2 separate regions of the Oryctolagus cuniculus genome follow, and region 2 is linked to region 1. Evidence: chromatin contacts called from public Micro-C data. All regions are on one chromosome and are shown on one strand. Each heading gives the region's core, a stretch centred on a gene start, on an enhancer-like site or on the middle of the called end of the contact. The rest is flanking DNA. Distances are from core to core; before and after follow the strand shown. Region 1 holds the start of KCTD18 (potassium channel tetramerization domain containing 18). Region 2 holds the start of SPATS2L (spermatogenesis associated serine rich 2 like).

The links. A called contact is a pair of places that touch in the nucleus more often than the background predicts.
Region 2: a Micro-C map of ear pinna shows a contact between it and region 1, with 5 times the contacts expected there. The contact joins the promoter of SPATS2L here to the promoter of KCTD18 in region 1. A contact is called at or near these places in 2 of 6 Hi-C or Micro-C datasets (ear pinna and an unstated tissue).

Annotation. Positions count from the first base shown.
Region 1 is chr3:39,610,699-39,616,324 of mOryCun1.1, forward strand. KCTD18 (potassium channel tetramerization domain containing 18) reads left to right here and starts at 3,893. Exons shown (of 7, transcript XM_002712526.5): 1 at 3,893-4,032.
Region 2 is chr3:39,819,225-39,824,463 of mOryCun1.1, forward strand. It overlaps SPATS2L (spermatogenesis associated serine rich 2 like), which reads right to left and starts at 2,635. Exons shown (of 12, transcript XM_070070428.1): 1 at 2,067-2,635.

The DNA.
Region 1 (5,626 bases), core at 2,643-5,142:
CCTTCAGTCTTACTTACTCTAATATTCTTATTTGAATAATTTCTCCACTTCACTGAGACGTATAATATGTTAATTTCTCTACGTTTTCACTCTCTTTCATGTCTTTTATACATTTACTTCCATCCTTACCCAGCTTGGAGTCCATTGTGATAACTGATCACTTACAAATATATTCTACCCTGTTGCCCTGTCTCTTGTGTTTCGTTACTTGATTGAATCCCAACCACTTGTAGTCTGATTGTCTACTTTCTCAGGACATACACTGAACCAATTGCATGTTGCTGGATAAAAGTTACATAGCCAGGATGATGTGTTTGTCATCCATATGATAATGATTAAAATCTTCAAATGGACACTCATCCCTTCCTGGAAATCCTGCTATATTCCTGCAGAAAGTTTGCTTTTCAGTCTCTCAAGGGAAATAATTCATTTTTTACCCCCGTTCTCCAAATCTTTTTCTTTCCTCATCTTCTTTTTGTTAGGCACTGAACTTGCTTTAGTCTAAATGGAGAAAGCAGAAGCTATCTGATCAGAATGTCCTCTTCTTCCCACCAGGAAATCTACCAAGCTGCCTGAACTCAAGTCTGTCTTTGTTTTGTGCTGATCAAAGAGCAATTCTGCCACTTGTGCCCTGGCTCTAGCACACTTTTGCTTTGTCAAGTATTTCATTCTTTCAGTTGCCTCCTTTTCCACCTGCATCATCAACCTCTAACTATTGGGCCACTTCCACTAGCATAACCTGCTTGTGACTCTCACCCTAAAACTCCTTTCTCTGACTCTCTTTCCTCAGCAAGGCCCTGCTTCTCTATGTTTCACAGTAAGTCTTCTCTAGAGAGTTCTATCCAGTCTCTCACTCCCCATTCCTTCTGCAATCCACTTTTATCTGGGTTTGCATCTTCACTACAGCACTGCCTTAGATCTTGGCAAGGTCACCAGGAGCTCCCGCATTACAAAATTTAATGAGTAATTGACATAAGTGACACCCTGGCTTCTTGGTTCCTATAACTCCATGCTCTCCTGGTTCTCCCCCTCCCAACCCCGACCCCATTCCAATCGGTTCTTCCTTCTGTTCCTGAGCTCTACATGTTGGAGTCAATGTTTCACCCTGTTTCATTTAATTTATCTGCTATTTCTGCAGATAATCTTGCTGGGTCCTGGTTGGGGGCCTTGCTCCACAGACTTATTACTCAATATGGAAATAAAGAGAAGAGTCTGAGAGAGAGAGTGCAAAAATCAAAGTGAGTTTATTTGCAATAAATGACAAAAGCTCCTCTGTGGAGAACGTGTCCCAGAGCTGGGAGTCCCTTGCCCCAGCGTGGCTTGTCTCTTTTTATGTTATTTCCTTCTTTCTCCCCCTTCTCTGTGTCATACTGGCCCTCCACCTAGTGCCTGCAGTGGGGGTCCTATGTCCTATTTGGATTGGCTCTCCCACCTCTGTCCACTAGCGTGGAAGGGGTGGGAAATTGGATTTCCCAGAAGGGTGGAATTTCCCGGAAAAAAGGTCTACTCTTTTTTCTAACCTTGCCTCCGGGGCCCTCTTTTCCTGCAATCTCATCCAGTCTCATTGCTTTACATGCTTTTAGCTTCCAAATTTATACCTTTAGCAAGGAACTTTGTTCTTGAACTCCAGATATACTCAATTGCTGCTATTCAATCTATTTGGATGTCTATTAGACATCTACCCCAAATACAGCATCTGGTCTTTTCCTTCAAACTGATCCTGCTATTATTCACCCTCTCAGGAAATTCACCACCGTTCAGTTACTCAAGCCAGCAATTTTTAGGTAATCTTGTGTTCCCCTATTTCCTTTATGTGACACCCATGAACACATACCTTTCAGATCTCTACCTGCAGGGATCATTACTGTCTGAGAGCCCTAGCTACTGTGCTTCGAAATCCATCACCATGTTCTGGGCTGCACTTCCATTGATTGCTCCCAGCCAGCAACTGAACATAGCAGGGATACAAGGGACTCCTCTGCTGGGGGACTTTGACTTGAACATTCCCCATTGACTTTGCTGAAATTTTCTTGGAATGGTGTCATATTTATGGCTTTTCCTAGCCTTCCTTTCCTGCACAAGGGCTGAGCCCACCTAATGTCTCTCCCAGTTCCCTTCAGATGCCTCCCTATGATTCTCTTACAGCTACAATGAATCTCCCATGTCTAATCTGATCTCGTGTGCTTCTCAAAGGACCTCAGCGAGCACCTAATAGTGATCCACTGGAAACAGCTCATAGAGATCCTTTGGAAAACTTGATGTCATCTCTTCATCCATCCACTTCTGTTTATCATGATCACCACTCAAGCAGAGCTGTGACTACCCCAGTCCATTCCATCACAGTGATTTTTTTTAAAATAGTGAGTCATTGTGCCACTTCCCTGCTTAACACTGCTCATGACTTCCCATTATGATTAGATGCTTTAAAATCTGTTCTCTTTTTTCAACCTCATGTCAAATCACTTTGTGATAGGCTCATCAAGCTTCAGACATACATATGTCCTTTGTCTTCCTACAAATTTCCAAGTCCTTTTCTGCCCCAGGGCCTTTCCACTAGCTCTTCCTCCTTCACACTCTTTCTCCATCTCTTCAGAAGATGGGATCATTCTCATCCTTAGCTCTCAACTTAAATGCCCCCTTATCAGCAAGGATCCGTCCACTCCAGCTATCATCTCCTTGCAACATTATCCTGACTCTCTTCCCACCTATAGCAATTATCACTTTGCAAATATTTCACTTAGGATCTATTTCTCCCACTTGAATATGGAAGGGCAGAGACTTCCATTTGCTTTTTGTACTGCTTCTGTTTTAAGAATTGTTTTTATGTATTTTAGTGTTTGAAAACAGAATATTTTGTGACACATGCCAATTATGTGGAATTCAAATTTTAGTGACCATAAATGAAGCTGGAACACAGGAATGCTTGCTCATTTATGTACTGTTTATCCCTTCTTTCACACAGCAGCAGTGTGGATCAGTTGTATACGGCCCACAAATCCTAAAATATTTACAGAACAAATCTGACTGCTGAACGAGGTGCATGGCTCAGTGACACTGTTTTGTCCAATCCTTCACTCCCAGTGTCTTGTCTATAGTTAGAGCTCGATGACCACAGATTGAAAAATACTTGCCTGTCTCCCAAGGTGATTAACATCAGAGGCTGTGGACGGGTTTACCTGTCCTTGGCTCTTTCCCTTCTAAGACCAAGCCACTGGAATCAGAAACCAATTAGCTTTGACTGGGGAAGCACCTTGCATAAAAGGACTGTTTTACTGCTCTTGAAATAGCTAGCAAAGTCCCTTCTACAAGGTGGGGTGCAGCAGGAACCCGAAATAACTCTTCTGGGGTTTATTGTTAAGAAAAAAATCAAGCAGTGCATGCAAAGGACTTAACATGGTGTCAACTTTACAAAAGTGTTCAAGAAACATTTGGTCTCGCTTCCGTTTTTCTTATAACAGGAATAAAAGTATTATCACCTTGTGCAGGGTTGTCTCACAGACTATTAAACAAGAATGTTCTGTATGAAAAAGACTTTGCAAACCACAACCACTATCCGAACGGATTTCTCCAAGTACCACGAACCTCAGCACTGAGTGGCTCTCTTCAGAGGGAATGAACCTGACTCGGAAGTGCTTCGCGTTGACCCTGCACAGTCACAATCTCTGTGATCTTTTCTTCTACAAAAGCAGCCTCTTGGTGGACATGACTGTCCCTCGTGTCCTACCTGCCAGGCCTTTCCTTTCCCTCAGGGACAGGAAGACCCCTCCTACCCACCCCCGCCCCCTGTCCACCAGCCCACCCCAGGTGCCCCAGGGGCGGGAGGACCGGCTCGGGGGCGTGGCGCGGGTGTGACAGGGCGGGGCCTGGGCGTGGCCTCTCTCTCTGCGCTGCGGTCGCCGCCAGGCCGGGCCGCACGGGGGAGCCGCTGGGCCCGCTCTGTTCCCCGAGTTGCCGAGCAGCCGCGTCGGCGCTCACTTCCGCGTCAGGCCCCGCGGCGTCCGGCCGCCGCGCCGAGGGCCCGGCCGGCCGCAGGTCAGTCGGGGAGGCCGCCGCCCCGCCCAGCCCGTGCTGAGAATCTGGGCACCGGGTGGGCTGCGGGCCCGGGAGGCGGCGGGGAGCCCTAAGGGGCCGGGCCGCAGGCTCCGGCTTCGGGCCGATTGGGGTCCACGGGCCTTGGGATACCCGGCGGGGCTTTCGTGGTTCTTTAACTCCTCCCTTTGATGCCGCTTCGGGGGAGGAGTGCCAGCCCCTCAGCAGTTTCTTCTCAAAGTGAGGTCGGGAGTGGGCAGATCCCGACCCCTCTTCAGACCTGGTGAAGCGGACTCTGGTGGCCTGGGGGTCTGCATTTTCAGCAGGGGTCCCTGATGGCTTTGATGCAGGCGGCCCGCACTCTGGGGGACACTTCCCCCACCACAGGGAGCCCCAGAGGGTGCATTGGAGGAGGGGGCCTAGGACGCGCCTGCGTAGGAGTGGCCTTGAAATGGGGAGAGTCTTCTGCCCTGTGGGACACACTGACAGCGCTGAGGGCGGGATGAGCACTTTAGTCCTTGGCCACCAGGTCTTTCAGATGGGCGGATGCCATCCAGTGAAGGACCTGGAGCAGGAGCGGTGGGGGGAGCCACAGGCAGAACTTGAGAGTGGTCCTACTCACGGACTATCAGGCTGCCCTAGTGTGGACATTGCACACATCACTCTGATTTTACCCCAGTGTCTTGTCTCATAGAGACAGCACTCGCTATGCGGTAGGAAGACTTGTGTGAATTAGGTGATGTCTGTTAAGTGGCTTTTACAGTGGCTGGCACCAGGGAAGTGATCAATAAAAGGTTCCCAGGAAATTATCCAAAGGGTGGCGGACAGACAGAAAGTTGGGATTAAACAAGTAGGATCCATTGTGGCCAGAAGGAGAAAATGCATTTGTAAAGCTGCAAGGATTCTAACTGGTACTTGGGAAGGGCACATAAGAAGTGAGGTTTGCCTTGAAGAACAGGAGGAGCTGTCAAAAAGCTTGTGGGAAATGCAGTGAAAAGATAAGTGTAGGGGGCAGGCTTTTGGCCCTTGAGATGTCTGAGTCCCATGTCAGGGTATCTGTTTGATTCCCGCCTCCAGCTTTCTGCTCGGGTGGACCCTGGGAGGCAGCGGCCATGGCCCCAGTGATGGAGATCCTGCCACCCACTCAGACCTGAACTGAGTTCCTGGCTCCTGGCTTTGGCCCAGCCCAGTGCTGGTGGTTATGGGCAGTTAGGGGAGTGAAGCAGTGTATGGGATTTCTCTGTTTATCTATCTCCCTCTGTCTGTCTGCCTCTCAGATACATAGATTTGAAGAAAAAAAAATTTAAAGAAGTTTATTTTAGCACAGAAACACTGAAGTCCGTGCCTAGCTTTTTTCCATAATGAGCATTTTCCATGACGTTTTTGTAGACGCCCTCATGCACAGGATTCCTGGGAGCTGGTCCGTGGGGGCAGTGTGAACCAGTCCCATCCTATGCCTCAGAGGTGATTCTTTGACGGAAATCTGTGGAGTGCTGTTCCCAGGACTTGTAGGCATCCATAATGGTATAGGAAGGCTTGTCCTTTGGTCCGTAATGCCTTCAGTCCCGTGGCCTTCCTCAGATTCTGACGGCGCGCA
Region 2 (5,239 bases), core at 1,385-3,884, 210 kb after region 1:
GGTTCTAAAATTTCAGTCATTTTTCTGTTGTGACCCACTGGGGGTGTGGTAAATAATATGATGTTTTGAAAACGCTTCAATAAGCAAGTGAACGTGGCATGTAAAGAAAAAGGTGGTGGTTGAACTTCAAGGGGTTTCGCTAGTTCTCAAGCTACATTCCCCGAACTCCACTCAAAGGAAAACGCTGTACAGAAAGAATCCGTAATCAAAGTGTCAGGTCTCCAAAGCCTTGGCATCCGCTAAAGCCAGGGCACGCAGGGTACTGAAAAAGCTCCTTAAGTTCTCTCTCTCTCTCTCTCTCTCTCTCTCTCTCTCTCTCTCTCACACACACACACACACACACACACACAAACACCAATCCCTGGAGCACCAGAGAGCTCCACTCGCCAAGATGCAAAGCTCGGGTCGCATCTCATCCAGCGAAGTCTCTCGGCCCCTCGCCCGGACGCCTGCAGTCAGCCTGCCCCGACACGCAGCCAAGAGCATAGGGGAGCGCGAAGGACCCCGTCCGCGCGCAGGAAAACACCCCTGGTCTGCGGCTCCGGCCCGCCGCCTGCGGCCGCCCGCCTGCTCCCGCTCCATCGCCCAGCCAGGGCGCTCGGCGGCTACCCTTGTCACCCCCGCCTGCCCCGGCGGCGGGGATGCGAACGCGTGGGGACCAGACTACGCGCGGGGGGCGGACAGCGAGGAGACCCGCGGCGCCCGCTCTTGGCCGGGATGGTCCCGCAGATGCGGGCAAGCTCGGCGGCTGGGAGCGAGAAGGCGCCGGGCGGGGGTGGGTCTCACTCCCGCTCGGGACTGGAAGGGGGCGCCCGCGCGGGAGAAGGGGCAGGCGAGGGACCGCGGCCGTGGGCGATTCAGATCCGGGGCGGGCGGGTCCACGTCGGAGCGCGGCACGCTCGCCCCGGGCGCGCGAGGGTGCGCCGGGGTCAGTGCCTCCTCCCGCTCGCCCGCGCCAGCCACGGAAAGCAGCGCGGCGACCTCCGCGTCCGGTCCGCGCCGCCAGCCCGCGGCGTCGCCGAGCGCGGGCCACACCCAGCGCCCCGGGAGGCGGCGGGGGCTGGGCGGCCCCGGCTGCGGAACGCTCGGCCCGGGCCGAGCCGAGCCTCCAGCCCCGCCGCCGCGCAGGCCCCGCCGCGTCCGCCCGCCCGCCCGTTCGCGTCCCGCGTGTCGGCCCGGGCTGCCGGGTGAGGGGGGGGGGGGGTCTCGGGCGGCGGCGGCCTGGGGTCCCGGGCTTACCTCAGTGGCGGGCGCCGGCCGCTCCGTCGCGGGTCGGGGCCGAGGACCGGGGGCGCGGTCGCCCGTGGGATGGGGGGCGGGGGAGGCGACGCGGCGGTGGCGGCCCCTGCGGCGCGGAGGGCGGGCCAAGCGGAGCCGCTGCCTGGGCCGCGCGCCGTCCCGAGCTCGCCCCGCGCTGCCGGCGCTCGCGGCGGAGGGCGCAGCCGGCTCGGCCCCGGACTGGATTCCTTCACTGACACAACTCCGGCTCGGCCGGCTCCGGTAGGGCCGCTCCCGCCCCTCGCCGGCTGCCCCCGCCCGCCGGCCCGCCGGCCAGCCCGCCCCTCGGTGTCACTCACCAGGCGCACACACCCCGGCCGGCGCCCCTCGCTCGGCTCGCACACGCGGCGCTGCTCACGCCTCTCTGGGGTTTTGTATCCGCTCGCACGCACGTTCCGACACAGATCCCTTCCCTCCACACGCCCTCCCTAGCTGCTTTCCCACCCCACTTTCTAGAAGAATCCCCACACAGCTTCCGCACTTTGCTTGCCCCGCAGCAGCCCTCCTCGCCTTTCCCCAAACCTCCACCTTCGGGAGACGCCCCCTGGTATTCAAAGATTTGGTCGCAGCCCGCACGTGTTGCAAGAGAAATCATCCTCCCCTACCCGGGAAAATGAACTTTGCTCCCCGCGGCGCTGTCTACAAATGCAAGATGCTACTCCTTCTAGAAGGTAGTAATGCTTTCTGGTGAGGAGCCAAGCTCGAAGAAAATGTAAACAAAGGCAGCTTCTTCGGAGATGTGCTCAGCCATCAGGCTCGGAGGAAGTGCTGGGACTCTCGGGTCTGACCTTGGAACGCCGGCCGAGCCGGGGTGTCCTGGCCGCTGGTCCTCGCGCTGGGCTCTGCACGCGTGCGACAGCCGAGTGACAGCTGGAAGCGATGGCATCAGCCCCGGGGGTTCTGCCCGGGAGCGCGGTCCTCGGCCGAGTGAGGCAGTTTCTCAATCGTTATTCATGATGGAAGCACTTTAGGTACCGCGCCTCTTCCAGAGGCGGCAGAGTGAAATGCAGGCTGCGCTCCAGTGCCAGTGCCGTTTGTTTGTTTATTTTTGGAGGGTGACTTCTTACCTCCTTTTTTCTCAACACCAGTAACTGTTGCTCAGCAGCTTCTGTGGACGTCGAAGTCCACTACAAACAACGGACTTGAGCTGGTTATGCCTCTCCAGCTGCAGGCTCTAACGGGCTTCCGGGTATACAGCAGAATCGTGTATTGTGCAATGTTCAGAAATTCACAATTTGAAATAAAATACACCGTTGGGGGTAGAGTTCAGATCTTCTCACAGAGCGTGCCCCTGCTGATGAAGTACAACCGTTGAGAGCAAGAGGAGCCTGCAGGAAAGGAACTCATTTTCCCGTGTGACAAGCTGCGATTGCTACTTCATAGTCACACTGGTTTGATGTGTGGATCTTGTAATTTAGCTAACAAATATTTGCAAGTGCTTAGTAAGTATTAGCTCATTTAATTCTTCAAGCAACCCCATCAGTTAGTTTTTTTGTTTGTTTGTTTTTGTTTTGTTTTGTTTTTGTCCTTTGAGGCACAGAGAAACTAAAAACTTTACCTACATTTTTGGCTTAGTAATTGATGGAGGAAGAATTTGAACCTGTAGGTCTGCACCACCTGTGGTACAGGTGGGAATACTAGGTTCTGGAAGCCAAACTACACAGGAAGGACAAACATCATCCTGTTTGTTAAATTTAGGTAGAAGAGGTGACTTGTAACAATCAGATGCACTTTTGAGATCCTTGGACAAAATAATTCATTTAAGTTTGAGGGAGGGAGGAGTTCCTCCATCTCCATAATTAGATTTCTAAAATGAATAATGAAATATTACTTTCCTGGGAAGTACTGGAGATAACATTGAATTCACTCTTCACTCCTTCCTTCTGCCACTTCTTAATCCTCCCAGAGCTCCAAATCTAACTCATCAAGAAATGTAAACAAAGTAAGCCTATTCGGAGCTGTCTTCAGAAAGTACTGGGGTTTGGAACAAAAAATACTTCCAAGAACTGAGCATAACCGGAGGAAAAAAAGGGTTTTCGAAAGCTCATCCAGGGTGTACTTGAGGGCTGTTTGCCAGTGGGCGGGTAGTAGCTTTGAGAGGAACTGCCGTGTGTACTGGGAGTGAAGGTGTAAAAGCACTGAGTGGATGGGAAAAAAAACAGGTGGAGCAGTGGAACGTGGTGGCAGCCACTATTCCCCCAACTAGACTACCACTGGGAATGGAGGCCCAGCCCATTAAAAAGTAAGTGCAACATAACTCCGAAGAATACAATTACTTGGCTCAATCGTTAGCTAAGACACACAGCAAAAGAAATCAGACTCTTAAAGGTTTTATAGAGAATGCGTTTCAAATAATCCTAACCCTTTGGCTGTTTAAATAAATTTACTCAGGAAAATATGGAAATTTTTTGTTTCTGGGAAAGAGTTTAAAATGGAAACATGAGTGAAAGCTTCTTGCACATCACATAGCTAAAAGTATTTTGTTGAATTAGATATAGGTGATTTTTTTTTTGACAGGCAGAGTTAGGCAGTGAGAGAGAGAGACAGAGAGAAAGGTCTTCCTTTTCCGTTGGTTCACCCCCCAAATGGCTGCTATGGCCGGCACGCTGCGCCGATCCGAAGCCAGGAGCCAGGTCCTTCTTCCTGGTCTCCCATGCAGGTGCAGGGCCCAAGCACTTGGGCCATCCTCCACTGCCTTCTCGGGTCACAGCAGAGAGCTGGACTGGAAGAGGAGCAACCAGGACAGAATCCGGTGCCCCAACCGGGACTAGAACCCGGGGTGCCAGCGCCACAGGCGGAGGATTAGCCAATTGAGCCCCTGCACCAGCCAGTATAGATGATTTTAAAAAAACATTTGATTTACATTCCTATTATTGAATGAGGATATTAAAAATCCAAGAAAAACAGAATATGAGAAAGAGAGATGATGGATTTTTCATCGTATATTGAAATTTTGTTTCAAAAGTTACATTATTGGACAGATTCTTTTTTTTAACTTTTATTTAATGAATATAAATTTCCAAAGTACGATTTATGGATTACAATGGCTTCCCCCCCATACCGTCCCTCCCACCCACAACCCTCCCCTTTCCCACTCCCTCTCCCCTTCCATTCACATCAAGATTCATTTTCGATTATCTTAATATACAGAAGATCAGCTTAGTATATATTAAGTAAGGATTTCAACAGTTTGCTCCCACACAGAAACATAAAGTGAAAAATAATAGATGATTTTTTTTAAATGATGATGAAATCAGATCAGACCTATTGTCATGTTTAATCCCAGTGAGAGTCAAGTTGGGAGTTGATAATTTCTTTTCTTTTTTTTTTTTTTTTTTTACAGAGGATCAGTTTAGTATGCATTAAGTAAAGATTTCAACAGTTTGCACCCCCATAGAAACACAAAGTGAAATATATTGTTTGAGTACTCGTTATAGCATTAAATCTCAATGCACAGCACATTAAGGACAGAGATCCTACATGAGGAGTAAGTGCACAGTGACTCCTGTTGTTGACTTTACCAATTGACACTCCTGTCTATGGCATCAGTAATCTCCCTATGCTCCAGTCATGAGTTTCCAAGGCTATGGAAGCCCTCTGAGTTCTCCGATTCTTATCTTGTTTAGACAAGGTCATAGTCAAAGTGGAGGTTCTCTCCTCCCTTCAGAGAAAGGTACCTCCTTCTTTGAAGACCTGTTCTTTCCACTGAGATCTCACTCACAGAGATCTTTTGCCAGAGTGTCTTGGCTTTCCATGCCTGAAATACTTTTATGGGCTTTTCAGCCAGATCCGAATGCCTTTAGGGCTGATTCTGAGGCCAGAGTGCTATTTAGGACATCTGCCATTCTATGAGTCTGCTGAGTATCTCACTTCTATTGGACAGATTCTGTATCTAGCATTACTCAATCAAAATGATTCTCTGTGATCTTTCAGTATCTGCAAAGGATGGGTTCCCAGACTC